Linked DNA regions of Zea mays: region 2 is linked to region 1. The links are chromatin contacts, called in public Hi-C maps. All regions are on one chromosome and are shown on one strand. Each heading gives the region's core, a stretch centred on a gene start, on an enhancer-like site or on the middle of the called end of the contact. The rest is flanking DNA. Distances are from core to core; before and after follow the strand shown.

Evidence for each region. Hi-C and Micro-C count contacts between places; a contact is called where the count stands out from the background.
Region 2: a Hi-C map of ear shows a contact between it and region 1, with 4 times the contacts expected there. The contact joins the promoter of LOC103635893 here to the promoter of LOC100280949 in region 1. A contact is called at or near these places in 8 of 25 Hi-C or Micro-C datasets (bundle sheath, ear, endosperm and 3 more).

Annotation. Positions count from the first base shown.
Region 1 is chr8:130,340,327-130,346,080 of Zm-B73-REFERENCE-NAM-5.0, forward strand. It overlaps LOC100280949 (translocator protein homolog), which reads right to left and starts at 1,430. Exons shown (of 1, transcript NM_001153869.1): 1 at 581-1,430. The coding sequence starts at 1,362. The coding sequence ends at 796. LOC100283461 reads left to right here. Exons shown (of 3, transcript NM_001156362.2): 3 at 1-131. It also overlaps the pseudogene LOC103637275.
Region 2 is chr8:130,484,481-130,489,718 of Zm-B73-REFERENCE-NAM-5.0, forward strand. It overlaps LOC103635893 (cullin-1-like), which reads left to right and starts at 3,611. Exons shown (of 18, transcript NM_001346824.1): 1 at 3,611-3,979; 2 at 4,103-4,202. The coding sequence starts at 3,840.

The DNA.
Region 1 (5,754 bases), core at 180-2,679:
TTGGAATAGCAATGTTGATGCTTGTGCTTTGTCATCATTTTGAGTACCCAACGCGTATGTGCCTATTGGCATTTCGGCTGTTGTGTTCCAAGTAAATTTAACAGAATTTAGGATGCAAAAAAGAAGATAATAAAGAGATCACAATTAGTGCTCTAGCGACTCCTCTATAAGAGGAAAATGTTGTTTCTTCGCTCTATGGATAACCAAAGCAAATATTTTTTTAAAGAAAACCCAGCAATTTAAGTATGGTCGGCAGAATCCCATCAAAGATGTGATCATTTCTACCGACCCAAATGAGTTCATTAGTATGATAATTTTCATGTAGAGAGAGGCTTCCAATTATCTTCCTTCTTAAAACTTCAACCCTTCCAGGCTCCATAGTGCGTAATCAATTCCTCTCCTATAGCCACGTCCGTCCTCACCTCACGCCGCCCAACGCGTAGGTCGTAGCACATGACACCATCCATCTCTTCGGCAGCTGACTATTATTTTCGGCAGCTGACGTATGACAGCACATGACAGCCACCATCCATCTCTCCCCAATCCCATACGTCGTCATAGTAGTAGAACATACACGGTATACACATACATTGTTACATCGCAATCGAAATTTAAGAACATCTTGTAGTTGACGAGGGGCCTGGCTGCATTCTCAGATGAATATGCAGGACACAACAACATACTCAGAACGTATACTGTACACAAACCAACGCATTATTACATGTTCACAACAAATAACCAGGGGCCTGGCTGCCGAGGATCGAACACGAACAGCGCGCGCGTGTTCTCGGGAGCTCAGAGCATCTTGTAGTTGACGACGGCGAGGATGACGGCCCAGGCGACGGCGGGCTTGGCGAGGTCGCCAGCCACAGGGTTGACGGCGCCGAAGCCGCGCGCGCACGCCACGGCGCCCACGGCCATGGCGGCGCAGCAGGCGAGGCCCGCGCGCGCCGCGGCGTGGCGGCCCAGCACGAGCGGCGCCCACGCGAGCGCGGCGCCGAGCCGCGCGGCGTAGGGCAGCAGCGTGGCGGCCGGACGCGCGTGCAGCCCGCCCTCTGCCCACGCCATCCACGCCGCCAGCGCCAGCACCGCCTCCGACGCCACCGACCCGGCCCGCACCACCGCCACCGTGGCGGAACTCGGCGGCGGCGTGGAGTGGCCCGCGGCGAAGAAGGACAGAGCCACGAGCGCCGCGGGGATGGACACCGCGGCGGCGACCGAACGGAGGCCGCGCCGCCTCCTGCCGCCGCCCGGCTTCTTGTTGGGACCCGAGACCGCCGCGATGCCGCCGCTGGCGCCGTCGTCCCTGCTGCCACTGGCAGCGACGCGCTGGGTCACGCCCTCGTGCGCGGCGGTCGCCATGGCTGATACGATCGCGGCGAGGTTCGCTTAATTGATGATCGAGTCCGACTGTCCGAGCCGATTCTCTCAGGCAGGGGAAGCCGGATCGTCGCAAGACGCGTTCTAAATACGCGCGAGGCTTGCTCCGAGCATGGACACGTGTGGCGGGAAGGTGACACGTGCAGAGTGGAGCCCTTTAAACTATGGAGCTTCCATGCCAGGTGACTGCGAGGCTTCTGGAGTTGGAGGTGACTAGGACGATCGAGCAGGACAAAACAAATGCTGACTGAGTCTTTTTTCCCTTATAAGCTTATATAGGGGATGTAATATGGTTCGGAAAATATCCGTCCGGATCCGGATTCGAAGATGGTGAACACTGGTTCGGATGGAATTTTCGGATATCCGGACATTTTTTCGGATAACGGATACGAATACGGATATTTTGTTCGGATATCGAATTCGAATACAATATGTCTGATATCCGTCGGATATCGAATATCCGGATATTTTCTCGGATAAATCTTCTCGGATATCCGGATATCTTATCCGGATAGCTGTGTGCATTTTGTTGATTTTTTGTAGAAAAAAATTAATAATACACAAATAGCCTCAGAAAATTATGAAAATTTATGGAGGCATACCATATGTTCATATATAATCCTCCAAAATATTTGGACCATAAAATCCAAAATATGATAGTGTTTCTTACATTTCACTTTCACTTGTTGTGTGAATTACACGTGAAATCACTCTAAGTATCCAAGTTTTTTTTATCATTTTCATGTGGAGACAGGTTATATTCTTATAGAATGTTTATTAGTTTTGGTATCTTATTTGCATTTTGATGATTTTATGCAAAATAAATTAATAACACGCACATAGGCTAAAAATTCATGAATTTTACAAAAAAAAGGTGACATATGAACACATATAATACAAAAATGTTTAGACTCAATGAGTGGATACATGATTACAACCATGATACGTGTGGAATGATGTCTTACATGATATCCGACAAAAAATTCGTTACCGACAATATCCGTGTCCGACTAGTTCCGTATTTGACACATAGCTATCCGTATTTGTATCCGAGAACATCCGTATTTGTATTCGTATCCGAAGCTATCCGTATTCGAATTCGAATCCGAATAAAAATATGAAAACAAATATGATTTCAGTGATATCCGTCCGTATTCGATCCGATTACATCCCTTATATACGTCAAATCCAGAAACCCTATTTGCCGTACAAAGCTGCGAGCCTGCGATTATTAGGGACTAACATCACGTTAGGAGTCCAGCATCACAACCTCACCAACTTCGAAAATCTACTATACTAAACACTGTATTTGAAAGATAAAAAAAATCACGGGGACATTTCCATCTTGAGGGAAGATCGTTACATGTTAGAATTACTGAGCCAAGTCCATTTAATTTCTACGAAAATCATAAAGCCGATGTGTATGATATTGTGAGTGTGAAAACATTAGTCAGGTAGAGGAAACTCAACTCACTTGTTCTTCCATGTGTTGAGTGGGAGCGGGGTGAAAGGCGTGGGCACACGATATATGCGTAAATGGTTCACCGAATTTGAGGTCTAAGCCTTGTCGCCTGCGATCTGATAAGTTTGTTTTGGAATCCTTATCTAATAAGGCTTGTCAGTTGTGGATCAAGTCAACTGATCCTTATTTAATACAGTTAACTACTTTGTAACACTCTAAATTTTAGAATAAAATTTTCTTTGCTCTACTTTCAATGTTCAGATGTTACCCTAGCTTTCCCCTCCCTTTCCCTCTCTCCTTTCCCTTCCCCGACTTTCTCCCTCTCCAATCATGGCCATTGGCTGGCAGCATGTTAGGAACACGACCCATATGGTACACGCCGGCCCAACTAGCGTAGATGAGAACTATAAGGAGCAGTAACAATTGAATGGCGAGGGCATCGAAAGCTTATTCAGAAACACATCTCCATCTCCACCGCTCGGGGTGTCTGTGCTTCATCTCCAAATCTCCATCTAGAGAGCTAAATCTCGCATCCCTTCCTGTTCTAGTGTTGTACTTCTCCATATAATTTGTAGCTTGCTGCAAACCTCCCTTCCTCCTGAGGTTGTATAATCAGGTTACCATTGAACTGAGCTATTCTGTGTATGAGTTGAGAAGTGTGTTAACAATTGGTATCAGATTCGTTCAATCCTCGGCTTCAATTTGCCAACACCATGTCTCTCGATTTCAAGCTCATCCTCGACGAGTTCAACCAGAGGTTTGACAAAATAGAGACTCGCTGGTACCAGCGCTTCTTGCCCTCCGTGTACCTCGACCTCCCGCCTACCCCCCTCGACGTCAACCACTCCTCCTTCGACGCGTCCGCCAGCGTGCCACCCACCCCAGCCATGGTCGACTCCTACGCCCCGGACCCCGCCACTCAATTCGTCGGCTTCGACTTCGACCCTGTGTCCTTCTTCAGCAACGGGACCAACTCCGACCTCATGAGCCCTGCCTTCCTCAAGGGCAGAGAGGAGGCCAACAAGTTTCTGCCCTCGCAGGATAAGCACGTCATCGACCTCGATCCACCAGAATACTCCAACAGATTCATCCTCCCCACCACCTCCACCAACGAACTCAGCATCTGCCCGCTGAAAGTCACCTAGAGGGGGGTGAATAAGTGAAACTTGAAAATTATAAACTTTGAACACACACTATGTCCGGGGTTAGCGTTAGAATTAAATCGGAGTGCGGAATATAGTTCTCCTTGCTTAGAGTTGCTCAATTAATGCAGATAATTTTTGGGAGCAAAGTCAAATCAATATGAGCAAGGGAACTTTTAGAGAGAGGAAAGAGGGGAAACAAATCAAGTGAAGATCAACAAGTGAACACAGTGATTTTTTACCGAGGTTTGGTTCCAAAGAACCTAGTCCCCGTTGAGCAGGCCACAAAGGTCGGGTCTATTCCAACCCTTTCCCTGTCTCAATCGGTCACACAGACCGGTCGAGGCTTCTCCTTAATCACTTGGGTCACTAAAACCCCACAAGGATCACCACACACTTATGTGTCTCTTGCTAGCTTTACAAAGCACTTTAGAAGGATTAGAATGAGAAGGAGAAAGCAATCCAAGCAACAAGAGCAACAAAAGAACACAAAACACCCTCTCTCAAGTCACTAAGAAATTGAGTTGATTTGGAGGCTTGGAGAGGATTTGGTCTCTTGATTGTGTCTTGGAGTGTAGCCTTTTGCTCTTGTATTGAATGTTGAGTTCAGAAAACTTGGATGACTTGAATGGAGGTGGTTGGGGGTATTTAAAGCCTCCAACCACTTCCTAGTCGTTGGCTGACTTTGTTGTCTATGGGCACACCGGACAGTCCGGTGGCGCACCGGACATGGCACTATTCAGTGTCCGGTGCGTGCCACGTCAGCTGCCCGTTGGGGTTTGGAGAGGTTGACCGTTGAAGTCCTTTGTCTTCTTGCTGCACCGGACAGACGGTGGCACCCCGGACAGTCCGGTGCGTTCTGACTTCGCAGCTCTGACTTCTGGCTTTGCACTGTACACTTTTACTGTTCACTACAGTCGACCGTTGAGCGCAGTTGACCGTTGCTCCGTTGGCTCATCGGACATGTCCGGTGCACACCGGACAGTCCGGTGAATTATAGCGGAGCGTCTTCCAGAAAAAATCGAGAGTGGCTAGTTCGTGAAGTGTTTGACCTAGACACCGGACAGTGTCTGGTGCGCCACTAGCAGCTCCATTGCTAGTTTTGCTCCAAACTTGGTTGAGTCCCAAACTTAATTTCTTTCTTAGTTAATGTTGAACCTTATGCACCTGAGATAAATGACAACTAGGCAAACTAGTTAGTCCACATGGTTTGTGATGGACATCAAACACCAAAATCGATTATAGGAAATGTTTTAAGCCCATTTCCCTTTCACCCGTGTTGGGTTTATGCTTCGTCGCCGAAGGTCTTATAAGAAGAAGTGGTCCTCGGCTGAAGCTGTTTGTATAAGATAGCCGAAGGTTCTTCTTCGTGAAGCTTCGGCATTATAAACCGACTTAAAGATAGAATGACCTTTTAGTCCATAAAGGTCTGAGTCAATGTTGTAAGTTTTTATAAGGGGCATACTTGTAATTCCTCACAGGCTGTGTCCTGTGCCTATAAATAGTGAACAGTATTCCGTTACTGTTCACGCATTCTGACGATTGCAATCGCATTTTTCGGAATTCAACCTTTGCCAAGGCATAGGTATTATGGTATTTGATGATTCAATATAGTAAATAAATGTAATATAATTAGTATATGATTCTTTTACACATATTATACCTTTTTGTATTATTTTATAAATGCCTATTGAAATATGATTACGAAGGTTCAACTTCGTAATCATACTCTCATTAACCTTCGTCCAAGATTCATTATCCCGAAGGGAA
Region 2 (5,238 bases), core at 2,361-4,860, 150 kb after region 1:
TCCGATCCTCCTCACTGTCGTAGCGTCCTCCGCGCCTGGGGTGGTAGCCTCGGCGCACCCTCTCCTCGAGGCGGGCTCGACGGTCGCAGCGGTGTTGCTCGTCGCCGAGGCGATCCGGGACTGCGGGCGTCCCGTCCCGTGTGCGCTCGGTGCGGACCGAGGCCTCCCGCATGCGTCGGGAGGACGTTGCGCGATGCTCCGAGGGGCACCCTCGCCTTTGGGAGGTAGAGCTCTCGGCACGTCGGACAGCGGCGTCTTCTAGGAGGCCTTTGAGCTCGCCCTGGATACGTCGCCCCTCGGTGGTGGACGGCTCCGGCATTGTCCGAAGTAACATTGTCGCCGCAGCCAGGTTCTGGCCGGCCCCGCTGAAGGCCGGGGGTAGCCTTGCCCTGGCATCGTCGACGATACGACGCTGGACGTCTCGGGCCCGATGACGCGCTCCTCCGGCGAGTGCCCGGCCTGCCCATTCCTGCTTGATGTTTTGTTAGAGCTGCACAAGCTGCCCTGCTTCTTCGTCGAGCTTGGCCTGCATCTCGCAGAGTTGCTCAAGCTGTGTGTCCTAACCCCCCATAGGGACTAGGACCACAGCTAGCTCCCGCGGGATCTCAGCGCGAGACGCAGGCACAGGGGCATCGTCATCTTCTGGCATGCCGAGGTGGTTGTCTTCGCCATGATCCCCCTGATTGATGTGGAAACACTCGCGACTTGGGCCATAACCCTCGTCGTCAAGGCTGTGGTCATCGTCGGAGCAGCCGGAGAGGCAGTAGTCACATGCGGACATGAAGTCTCGCATGGCACTGGGATCACGAAGTCCGGAGAAATCCCAACTGAAGTCAGGGTCGTCTTCTTCCTCAGAACCCGCAGGTCTGGAGGTTGAGACGGTCGTCAGTCGGTCCCAAGTTGACCACATATGGTACCCTGGAAGGTCAGGATATGCCCTCGCGAAAGCGCTCACCGAAGCGGGGTCGCTTGGTGGATCGAAGCAGAATCTAAAGGGAACATGGTGGAAAATGGATGGTACCTCTTGGTTGATGGACGGTGGCGAAGTCGCATCGGGGACGGACTGCACCGTTATCTCAGGTACGAGGCTAACGCCCAGCAAGTCCTTCGCGAGGGTGCTGGCGTCATCAGTCCGCTTGGGGTTGGCACGTTGCGGGGAAGCGACACCCGTCGTTGTCTCAGGTGCGAGGATAACACCCGACATGTCCCCCGCAGGGGTGCCGGTGTGGTCGACTCGCTCTGGTCCGACAGCCGACGAGGTGCCGCCTCCTGCCCGGCCACGGTTGCCCCGTCTCCTCCTCCTCTGGCGAGGAGGGTGGTGGGGCAAACCCGGGTGTTCCTCTTCTGCCACGGGGGGAAGTCGTCGTCGAGTTCGCCTCCGCCGGGCGAGCCGACGGCCGTCGTTGTTGTCGTGCTGCGAGGGGAGGAGTACATGTCGTAGCCACCATCGCGGGTCATGAACTCGAGACTCCCGAAGCGGAGCACCGTCCCCGACTGAAGAGGCTGCTGAAGGCTACCCATCTGGAACTCAACGGGAAAGTATTCGTTAACACGCAGCAGACCCCTACCTGGCGCGCCAACTGTCGGCGTTTCGGACCCACGAGGACCGTCAACCGACCAGTGAATTTGTCGCTGTGTGTCCCTGCCCAGATGGGTTGATGCAAGATGGAACACAAGCGGGGGGATGAGGCTTATATTATCTTGCACCGGGGTGCTCGTAGTAGGGGTTACAAGCGTTGCGAGAGAGCGAGGGCGAGAGAGAGAGAAAGAGAGGGTTCGGCCTTGAGGTGAGTTGTCTGAGTCTGCCTCTACCGCGTCTCTCCTACTCTGCCTACCTCTGCTCGCCTGCCTTCGCCCTCCGTCCGTCCCCCCCCCAGGAAGGCCTTGGACATCTCCTTTTATAGATACAAGGAGATGCTCAGCTGTACAATGGGGGTGTAGCTATGCGCTAACGTGGCTGGCGGAGAAGTGCCTTGAGCCCTGTACATGTGCTAACGTGGCTGGCGGAGAAGTGCCTTGAGCCCTGTAGAAGCGCAGCTGGCGGTGCGGCATGGATCCTGCTGACGTTTCCTTGCTTCCGTAGGGAGCTGAGAGCCATCGACGTCATGGTCGCACACGGGGAACCATCATTACTTGCTATCGGAGTAGTTTGATGTGACTCCAGTCTTGTTCCTTCGTAGCAAAGGGTGGCTAGCTAGCGGTAGGGTAATGATGCATCCCCTGTAGCGTAGTCGGTCCGAGGCCGAGGTCGGGTGAGGCGGAGACTTCTCCCGAGACCGGGGTTGAGGTCGGGCGAGGATGTGACTCCTCCCGAGGCCGAGGCTGAGGCCGAGGCCCGAGGTCGGGCGAGACGGGGACCTTCCCTCGAGGCCGAGGCCTGAGGTCGGGCGAGGCGGAGACCTTCCCCGAGGCCGGGGCTGAGGCCGAGGCCTGGGGTTGGGCGAGGCGGAGCTCCTTGTCGCGCCCGAGGCTGAACTCGGGAGAGGTCACGACTTGCTGTTGCTAGTCCTACCCTGGTGGTTGACACAGTAGCCGGAGCGGGGCGAACAATGCTGTTTTCCTGTCAGAACGGTCAGTGAAAGGGCGAAGTGACTGCGGTCACTTCGACCTTGCCGACTGAGGCGCGCGTGTCAGGATAAGGTGTCAGGCGATCCCCGCATTAAATGCGCATGCGATACGGTCGGTTGGTAGGGCGATCCGGCCGAGGTCGCTGTACGACAAAGTTCGCCCGAGCTTAGCCTCGGGTAAGACGGGGGTGCGTCTGCTGACTGAGGGGACCCTCGGGCGAGGCGTGAATACGTCCGGGACTACCGTCCTTGCCCGAAGCTGGGCTCGAATGAGGTCACGTCCCTTGGTAGACGAGGCCTTGACTTGAACCGCGCTTTATCAGCTGTTTATGGTTTGTTTTGAAGATGTTTTCCAGCCGTGTTTAGGAGCATTGGGGATACCCCTAATTACGGTACCCGACACTACCGTTTCTCTCTACTAGCTCAGTCTTCAAGCTAGGACAAGTGGTACACGCACCTAACAAGATAGACCTAGATCTCAACTCGTCACGCTCATCTAGCAAGTTGGCGTACTTGATCTACAAAGTTGCGATGTTCGACATGTGTAGAGCGTACTTATCATATTCAGTCTCGTCAGACACCACAATAGAAGCTTTAGAAGACTCAAGCTCTATAAGCGTGCTCTCATACTTGAATTTAAAATCTTTCCTCCTACAAGCAGTAAGCCTAAGCAGCTTATCCTGATAAGCCAAAGCAGTCGTTAGTACCTTAGTGGCGAGATCGTCGGTGGAATATACTAACAAAGAGTTTAATTTTTATGCATAAGAATTTTTGGAAACAGATAGTTATAGGGAATATAGGGAATAGGTATGAGGTGCTACAAATTGTCAAACTTGATAAATTTATACTCTCTTCGTCATAAAATATAATTTACTTTGGACAAAATATACATTCGCTCAATAAGTTATGAATGTAGTTTGTATATATTCTATATTATTTATTTAAATGTGGATGGAAAAAGAGAACTTAAAAGAAAAGAGTATTTAAAGATAAAACAGTGATTTAAGCATATGCTATCCACTCCCGTCTCTCGGACTCTCGGTGCGGAGGAACCAGTCTAAGCCACCACCCAGGCCCAGCTCACCTCTTTCCTCTCTTCTCATGCCCACGCGCTCGCCTATCTCATAGTCCTTCCCCATTCCGCCTCTCTAGCTGGCCTGTCGAGGACCCTCGCCATCCTCCCCAGGCGCACCACCAAACGGTCCAAACCCCCAGCGGCGGCGCTAGGATTTGAGTCTCAGCGCGCCGGCACCGCCACCGCCACCGGCGGTGATGGCAGGGCAGGAGCGTAGGACAATCGATCTGGAGGAGGGATGGGCGTTTATGCAGAAGGGTATCACCAAGCTGAAGAACATCCTCGAGGGCAAGCCCGAGCCTCAGTTCAGCTCCGAGGACTACATGATGCTCTACACGTGCGCCTCCTTCTCCCCTTACTCCTCCTCGCCGCCACCGTCTCCTGCGCAGCGGCCGCTTGGTTTCACACCGCGATCCGCCTCGATCCGGTTCTGATCTAGGTTTTGGTCCTCTTGTCGCAGGACGATATACAACATGTGCACGCAGAAGCCGCCGCACGACTACTCGCAGCAGCTCTACGACAAGTATCGGGAGTCGTTCGAGGAGTATATCACCTCCATGGTGAGCCTCCTGTTCATATCTATCTTTCCCATGTGAATGTCTGTATTAGAACTTCATTGTTTTGTATTTGCGGCGTTGTATTAAGGTTAGATTTCCTACTCAGAGAGGAGTAAGGCAGCTTGGATGGGAGTTTTTTTAGCTTTTGTTGACGGGGAACAAATCGTGCTCTCAGAGCCTGGGGCTCACATGAGCACTTCAAATCTGGTACGTTCTGTGAGCAATCAACGTTAAGGTGGGAGGGGATAAATGGAAAATTGCCATCGAATCGAAACTGAGTTGAAGGGAGGTAAATGAAAAATTACTGATCACTGTTGTATTGCTCACAAAGGGGCTGATTGGTTTGCTGCGCGCTGAACCAGGCTCGCGAGATGCAGGAAGCGCTAGTTTGGTTGCTTGGTCCAGCTACCGAGCTAGGCTCCCAGCATGCAAAAGTGCCCACTCTACCAGGCGCCGGGGAGACGTGAGAATCTGTTGTTTCGGGCGAGCCAGTCTCGAGCGGTGCAAGAACGAGCTGCTTTGGCAAGCATGCAGAGAAGAAAATGCTGCTGGGCCCGAGACATGCAGGCAACCAATCGTTCTGTGAGCAATCAACGTTAAGGTGGGAGGGGATAAATGGAAAATTGCCATCGAATCGAAACTGAGTTGAAGGGAGGTAAATGAAAAATTACTGATCACTGTTGTATTGCTCACAAAGGGGCTGATTGGTTTGCTGCGCGCTGAACCAGGCTCGCGAGATGCAGGAAGCGCTAGTTTGGTTGCTTGGTCCAGCTACCGAGCTAGGCTCCCAGCATGCAAAAGTGCCCACTCTACCAGGCGCCGGGGAGACGTGAGAATCTGTTGTTTCGGGCGAGCCAGTCTCGAGCGGTGCAAGAACGAGCTGCTTTGGCAAGCATGCAGAGAAGAAAATGCTGCTGGGCCCGAGACATGCAGGCAACCAATCGTTGTCTCCACCAGGCCTGGCTGTATAGATACGGAAACCAGTCAAAGCGCTACTGCACCTCTAGAGCCTGACTCCTGCTTTGGTGTATATGGCGAT